Regions from separate parts of the Arachis hypogaea genome. Here region 2 is linked to region 1. The links are chromatin contacts, called in public Hi-C maps. All regions are on one chromosome and are shown on one strand. The core of a region is the stretch at or near the end of the contact, and the rest is flanking DNA. Distances in the headings are between cores, read along the strand shown. Region 1 holds the start of LOC112702349 (LOB domain-containing protein 21). Region 2 has its middle 14 kb from the start of LOC112702351.

What was found. Hi-C and Micro-C count contacts between places; a contact is called where the count stands out from the background.
Region 2: a contact with region 1 is called in a Hi-C map of leaf, with 2.4 times the contacts expected there. The contact joins the enhancer-like site here to the promoter of LOC112702349 in region 1. A contact is called at or near these places in 2 of 8 Hi-C or Micro-C datasets (both in leaf).

The regions. Positions count from the first base shown.
Region 1 is chr7:8,787,680-8,791,480 of arahy.Tifrunner.gnm2.J5K5, reverse strand. LOC112702349 (LOB domain-containing protein 21) reads right to left here and starts at 2,413. Exons shown (of 1, transcript XM_025753346.3): 1 at 1,394-2,413. The coding sequence starts at 2,205. The coding sequence ends at 1,534.
Region 2 is chr7:8,848,243-8,852,417 of arahy.Tifrunner.gnm2.J5K5, reverse strand. No RefSeq gene overlaps it. Among protein-coding and RNA genes, the nearest start is that of LOC112702351, 14 kb to the left of the region's middle. Within about 2 kb of position 2,102, at least 2 of the 3 cell types and tissues checked have open chromatin away from gene starts, as enhancers often do.

The DNA of each region.
Region 1 (3,801 bases), core at 1,164-3,663:
TTTCTTCCTTCTACTTTTCCCTTCCAATAATTAATAACAAATTGTGTACGTATAATGTTGTTAATTCTATTATTTTTCCCTCTATTAGAAATTCTAATGTCTTTTTTTTTTTAATTTATAATCAAGCAAGATTAATTCTTATATGCTTTCATTATTGCTTGCTTGTGTTAATAATTTATAATTATTGATTTTTAACTATTTTTTATAGAAAAATAATTAGACGTAAGTTTTTACTATTATTATTCTAACACTGACAAAAGCCCATGATCTCTTCTTCAGTCATGTAATGAGACTCCATGTCGGTAGCATGTTGATGTATTAAAAGCGGTATTAGATAAGTACTGAGCATTTCCAAAATTGGTAAAATTAAACAACAATGGTATATGGTATTATTAACAAAGAATTCAAGGTATATATTGGGGTTATTATTACGTTACTATTAATAATGGTTCATGTACCTAGAATAGTAGTATATATAAGGGGTTTTCATTTTGATTGTTTGGGCCATAGCATGATGTTGCCATTAATATGTTCCATACACATACACCACAAATAACCTAATACGTGTAATCAAATAGAATTTTATATAAATATTGAATTAAAACTAATAAAGAAAGTACTGTTGAAAATTGTATAGATTGGTGTCTATAGTCATTAGTCTTTGGATTCCCATGACTATGATAAAAGCTTATAAGGACCATTGGTGGTGGGGTTTCTTTTTTCAGTGAGAATCATGATGGGGATGCTCCATGTTTCAATAGAACAGTACGGTGGTAAGACCCACTATGGGAGGAAAATCGTTCAAAAAGAAAGATAGGCAAAAGAATCAAACTTGCTAGTGTTGCTTTCTTTTTTTGTACTGAATATGGTGTCTCTCTCACTCATCTAGTTAATGGCAATGAATGCTCATTGTTCTCGTGTCCACATCACCCAAAAGCCATATATCTCATCTTAATTCACTACAAGAATATAATAATAACCCCTCTTATCACAATTCTCATCGAATCATCCAATATCATTGCAATTCGCATAAACAAACTGATTTATTATTAGTCAGACTCAGTTTAATTTCTTTCTCAGATTTTTTTTCTGATCCAAACAATTTCTTATTAATGACAGCATATTTTTCATGATGGAGAATTACACGGCGAAATTAATAGCTAAAAATTATTAGATGAAACCAATGCAGTCGATTTCACGTGAAGTTAATAGCTGAGAGCTATTTGATGAAAATTTAGTCAAATCAATCAAATCATCTAATGGTTTTCAATTATTAACTTCACGTGAAATCGACTGCATCTGAGTTTTCACCTAATTTAATATATGTAACTTAATTATTTTCTAATAGTTCTTAAGAAATTGTGGTCGAAATTGTGGAAAAAAGATGTGAAGATCAGGCAAATTCATTGACGGAGTTGTTAATTATTTATATGAATTATTAACATATACAACAAAAGGGGCTGGTTTTGATTGATTAGAAAATTGAGAAAACAAACAACAAGGAAAGGGACAATAATTGAAGATCGAAAACATCTAAAATATATATGGAATTTGAATGAAATCGTCGACTACAGTGGTGGGAAAGGATTGAGAGGAAGAAGAAGAGGCGTGGCAGAAAGCAGCAGTGTCATTGAAATCAGAGGAAGAAGGGAATTCAGGGAAAGGAGGCAAGGAAACTTGAGAATGATTGAAATGAAAGATGTTATCGGAGGAAGAAGAGGAAGAAGTAATAAGAGAAGTAGCATCAGCAGTAGCAGTAGCAGCAACAGCAGAATAGCGAGCAAGACGATCCTTGGCAATGGCGAGATCGTGCTGAAGCTCGAGCATTTTCCTCTGGAGGAGAGCAATGGCGCCAATGCAGCCGTAAACAGGGTCGCGGAGGCGGGCCTCGGCCTCGTAGGCGAGGGAGTTGACGGTGTCTTCCCGCTGGTCCTCGGGGACCTCGACGAGGATCTTGCTGACATTGCTGGCACCGAAGACCTTGTGAACTTTGGCGAATTTCTTGCACTCGTCGGAGCGAAAGTAAGGGGCGAATATGCAGTTAGGGATGCACCTTCTCTTCAAGAATTTGCAGGCGGCACAAGAAGAACTTGAACGTGGCTCGTAACCCTTCATGATGGCTCCTCCTCCTGATTTTTTCATAACAAGAAATGAATATGGATGTGTCATGTGTGTGTATGCATCGCTATTTAAGGGGAACCACATTTCATGCCACAGTTAGATCAGGTGAACGTCGCACTCACTCTCCAGAAGAACACTTGCATGGGCCACGCCTCTGCTGTCCTTTTACACCTTCTTCTTTCCTTTTTTCTTTTTTCTTTTTTCTTTTTGCATGAGTTGTATACACAAAATTACTTCTTTTCAATTAGTTTCCTTGTATAATAGCTCCATTCCATCCAATTTTCATCATATTTTAAATTGGTAAAAATTTATATACAATTATTTTTATGCAAAGTTAATAGTTGAAAGTCAATTAAATAATTTAATAAATTTAACTAAATAATCATTTAACAACTCTCAATTCTCAATTATCAACTTCACTTAAAATAACTTCATGTGAATTTTTATCTCTAGAAGTAGAGAGATAATTAAAATGGTAATATTTTATGTCAATATGTAAAACTCATAGTTTTAGTGACTTATTATTTTAAGTGGATCGATTAATGATTGGTTCGATTTACGAGTATTTTTAAATGTTCAATTTTAAATTTTTAATTTAATTTTATTTTAGATTTTACAAAATGGTAGATCAATATTTGTTCATCATATAATATAAATAGTATTTTAAAATTAAATATGAGATTTTTAATCAATATTTAATTTTAATTCAATTTAAATTTTATGACTTCGATTTTCCACTAAAATAAAATAATCTTTTCATACTACAATCAATATCATTTTATCAATAATTTCCAATGAAGAATGAAATTAAAACATGGTCTACTTTTATATATTAGCTTTAAAATCCTAAAAATCACTCTATTAAACTTGTTTTAATAATTCCATGTATATGTAGAGTGGATTTTATTTTCTTGAGGATGGAAACTCATGTGTAGTCGCATGAAATTGATACCTGAGAGTTGTTAGATGATTTGATTGACTTGACTAAATTTTTATCTAATTATTCTCAAATATTAACTTTACGTGAAGTCAAATTTCCCTGAGTTTTCACCTTTCTTGAATTGATCTATCATATTTAATTTAGTTTTTGGACAATTTAGTTTCTGTAATTTCTGTAATTATTCTCTTATACGGCTAGTCATGCACATATTATTATCATCGCTTACGTTATTGATTGAAAATTTGAAAATTGGGAGTGCAAAGGTAGGTCCAAATAATTGATTCATGTGGACAATGGGTGGTGTGTGTTGGTAGTTTTCAAGTTGGACATGATAGTTCATGAATAAAGATATGGGGATATTTTGATTGACTAAATTAAGAAAAGAAAATATTCGCAATAAATGTAAACTTATCCCGTTGGAGGTGATACATTGCATACATGCTCAGATGGAAACCAATGGGATCAAAATTGAGTACTTTGGAATTTATATTACATGTAGTTTTGGAATCTATAGTACACCATAGTGGAGCCAAAAATAAAGCTACCCATATATTGTTTTCTGCCTTTTCTATCATTAGATATTCCGTTACTTCGGTTGTTATTTTTCTCTTTCAATTCTAGTTGCTTTCTAACAACTCAAACTGTAAATAAATTACATATGCCTACAATATCACTGCATGCCAAATTTTATTACATCGAATTAAACCACTACACATTATTGGTAGTAACTAGTAACCTAA
Region 2 (4,175 bases), core at 853-3,352, 61 kb before region 1:
TTCTCAATATAATTTTTTTAATGAAAGAAATATATTTTACTTCCTTAACAAGTATTTTAAAAATACTTTTTACCTAAATCCCAATTTAAATTATAAAAATCTAATAATTAGGAGTAGTTATTAAAAATTAGAAGAGGAAAACTACTACATATTATAAATTCAAAGCTTATATATGGACAACTTAAATGATATTGAAAAGTTTAGAGTATGTTATCGGCTTTTGATTTTATTTTCAATTGTTTTTATATTTAAAATTTAAAAAAATAAAAAATAAAAAATAAAATGAAAATTAAAAATTCTATTATTTTTTAACCAAGCGAACACTTATATCACATAGGATGTCTTGAATATTTTTACGTACAAAGTTATATAACTTCGGTAAAAGAAGATTGTGAGGGAAAATTTTATCATGTGTCACACATTGATTGATAAAAACAAAATATTTTTGGTAAAATTAAAGATAAATATTTTTAATTTGGACAATTTCATTCGAACATTAAAAATTCTAACATAATTAAACAATTTTTATATCATAGGATGATAATGGGAATGGAATGAACTACTTATAATATTTGAATCCCCCTATTAATTAAACAAATCATAGCAAGAAAGACTAGGCCAAGGTTGTTGCACGCATGCACGAATCTAATACTTCTTTAGCACTTCATACTTAATAGTATAGTACATTATATTATATTATTATAATTATATTATATTATATTATAAAAAATTTATTATATTATATAATATTGAGAATAAAAATAATTTATTAATATTATATTATATTATATTTAAGAATAAGATTATTGAGAATACTAAAATAGTACGATGTAAAAAAATATTAAAATAACATTCTTACGTTTATACTTAAAAAATGTAACATATTTGATTAAATATTCTTTTATATATATATATATATATATATATATATATATATATATATATATATATGAAATATATATTTTTTATTTTTATTTAAAAATATATTTTGTCTATTTTTATATGTTATTTTTATTTTAGTAAGTAAATATTAATTTTATTATAAAATTAATTAATAAGATCTATTTAAATATCTAAATTAAAATCATAGGATAATATAAACAAATTATTTAAGTTAATATCTATTTTAATAATTTTTTATCTAAAAGTGATTTTAAATAGTACAAGCTAAACAATATTTATTTTACTATAATCTTTTTGATACAAAAATTATCAAACATAAATCACTTCAATACAAACTTACTTTTTATTAAAATTAAGTTTGTAAAGTCAATTTTATACAAATTTTTGTTTATAAACTGTAATTCAAACACACATTTCATAGTATAAGTATTTATTTATTTTTTTCATAACAAAAATATCCTAAACACAAGAAAATAAATAATTCTTATAGGCGTTGAATTGAAGGTTCGATTGCTATTCACTTTGCCTTATTTTGATTCTTTAATTTTGTTTTGACACTTTTACCCCCCATTCAACATATTTAGGAAAGAAAAATGTATTCCTTTCCTTTCAAAATTTCAATTTTTCTATTTCATATAAAAGTTATTACCAATATCACATTTCTCAAAAATATGATTTTTGGGGTGTTTATAAATGTAAAAATCTCTCACTTTTTTAAAGTTAAATTAAGCCCATTCATTTTTTAAATAATATCAGTTTTTTTTTTGTCAATAGATTAGACAACTCTCAATATTAGGTACACAACACACTCACATATTTCTCACATATTTTATTATATTTTTTCTTCAATTGTATTTGTTAGAGTTTGAATCCTAAACTTTTGAAGTGGTGAGGAAAAAATATGCCATGTGAGCTAAGAATCATTGACAAATAATATCAGAATTTAATTCAGCCTAATATAGTTTGCCCATCCATAATTTTTTTTTTAATTTTTTTATTTTTGATATCAGTCACCCAGTCACCCACTAAAATTCATTCCTCTAAATTCCACTCTAGGACCTTTTTTTTTTTTTTTGTCATGGACTCGAGGACTTTGTAACTAAATAAATGGTTGCCAACCTCGTTGGCCTCATATGTAGAAACCCTTTTTGGTCATATATATGTAGAAACCAGTTTTTGGTCTAAATTCTACAGGCTGTACAATATTGGTCTGTATATTTAATTCTCGGTTGAAACAAAATTGAAACATATCTAAAACTTTTGCTTGGTCTGAAACACTTCATTAAAGAAGGGCCAATACCCAAAACAAAAAAACAAAATTTTTTTCCAGAGAAGAGAAGGAAATTGGGCTTAGCAAAAGAGTCCAACTGAACTTTAGAAGGGAGGGTCTTCATGACAAAAACAAATAAATAAATAAGGGAGGGTGTTGGAGTAGAAGGAAGTGAAGGAATTGGAGATCATTATTAGGGTGAATTGATTAAGTTAGTATCTGTTGTGGAATATATGAATGTCTTGGGTAGTTGGTATATGGATGTACTTACCAAATCCATTTTAGTCAATATTGGCCATTCATGAATCATGATTACCTATAAATAAGCTATAATACAATTTTTTTATATACACATATATAGGCTTATGGCACATGCTAAATCTAAAATTAGAGGCACTTTCATCAGTTCACTAGTTTATTATTTTAATTTTTCTAAGGAAAAAAAAAAGTAACAATTAAAAAGCTTTAGTTTTTGACACTGTGTGGCCTATATTAAACAGCTTAACTGCATATAGAAATATGGAATAGCTAGTCTCAATTTGAACGTTGAGATAATATTACTTTTCTAGCTGTTTCATTTGTGATAAAATTATTTGTCTCAAAAATTTAAATTAATAAAAAAATAATATTAATAATTATATTTTTAATATTTTTTTGTCAAACAAAGATATTTTTTAAATTTGTTTGATTTTTATATAAACATTTTTTTCTTGTTTATTTATCTTATTCTATTTTTTACTTTTAGGATTTACGAAAAATTAAATTCTAAAATTTTTAAATATAAAACGTTGATACCATGTCACAAAATTACTCATTCTAAAAATTTAAACTAATAAAAAAACAACATTCATACTTATATATCTAATATTATCATCAATGATTGTAGTTGGACTTTCCTTGTGCAAATGATTAGCAATGTTCTTGCCCTTGCCTTCTTCATAATAATTAATGATGATCCTCTTTAACTAAGCTAAGTACTATATTGTATATAATCTTGACAACAAAACGTTCATATCATGAGCATTAGTCCCCACATACATAGAGAAAGGTTCCTTCATACAAATATATGGGGAGAAAGATGATTCGTGAATTTAATATTGGTTTTCTTTATTAGTAGATAATATATAATATAATCTTGAGAGCGTCCATGTACAATATCTATCTAGTCCCATATTTCTTTTGTGATGAAAAGACGTAATGGGCATGCTTCAAACACGAACCAAAAGAACAAGGAATCGAATAATCCAATTAAAATTTGAGTGCAAAGAAGCAATTTACCGAGCTTTATTTTACATGCAAAGATTCACGCATATCCACATATACTTAAAGCCAATAAAATTTAATTTTATTGCTTTTCTACTTTATCTCAGATAAAACCTTATCTTAGTTATAAAACTTCTAGGAGATGCATGTATCATGATCTCCTATCATGGATCCGTTATATGTGGGATAGAGTAGGTTATTGAAACAATATGGAATTGGAAATTGCTATAATTAGGAGAATTTAATTTTGGGAGAGGAGAGATTGATCATGTAGAAGAAAAGAATGTAATAAGAGGAGCAGAAAATGTTCTATATGAAATATCTTAGTAAAGGGCAAAAATTTATTTAAGGTAAATTATAACTTCAAGTATAATTATCCAGAATACAACGAATGGACTATAAATAAAAGACCAGCTAAATTGATATAACAATATTTTTTATATCTTTTCATTACAAAAAATTATTAAAATAACGATTCATATAGCGATTAATTTTTAAGTAAAACTGGTCGCTAAAAAATTTAACAACTGATTTAATTAAGTACTAAAACTTTAATTACTAATTTTTAGTGATCGATTTTCAATTAAAGACTACCTAATTAATGATAAATTAGAACTGTCACTAAATTGTTTGTTAATAAATTTATTATTAATCCTTAATGACTGATTTTCAAGCAAAGTCCACCTAACCAATGTAAATTTAGATCCTTCACCAAATTGATTGTTAAATTGGAAATTTT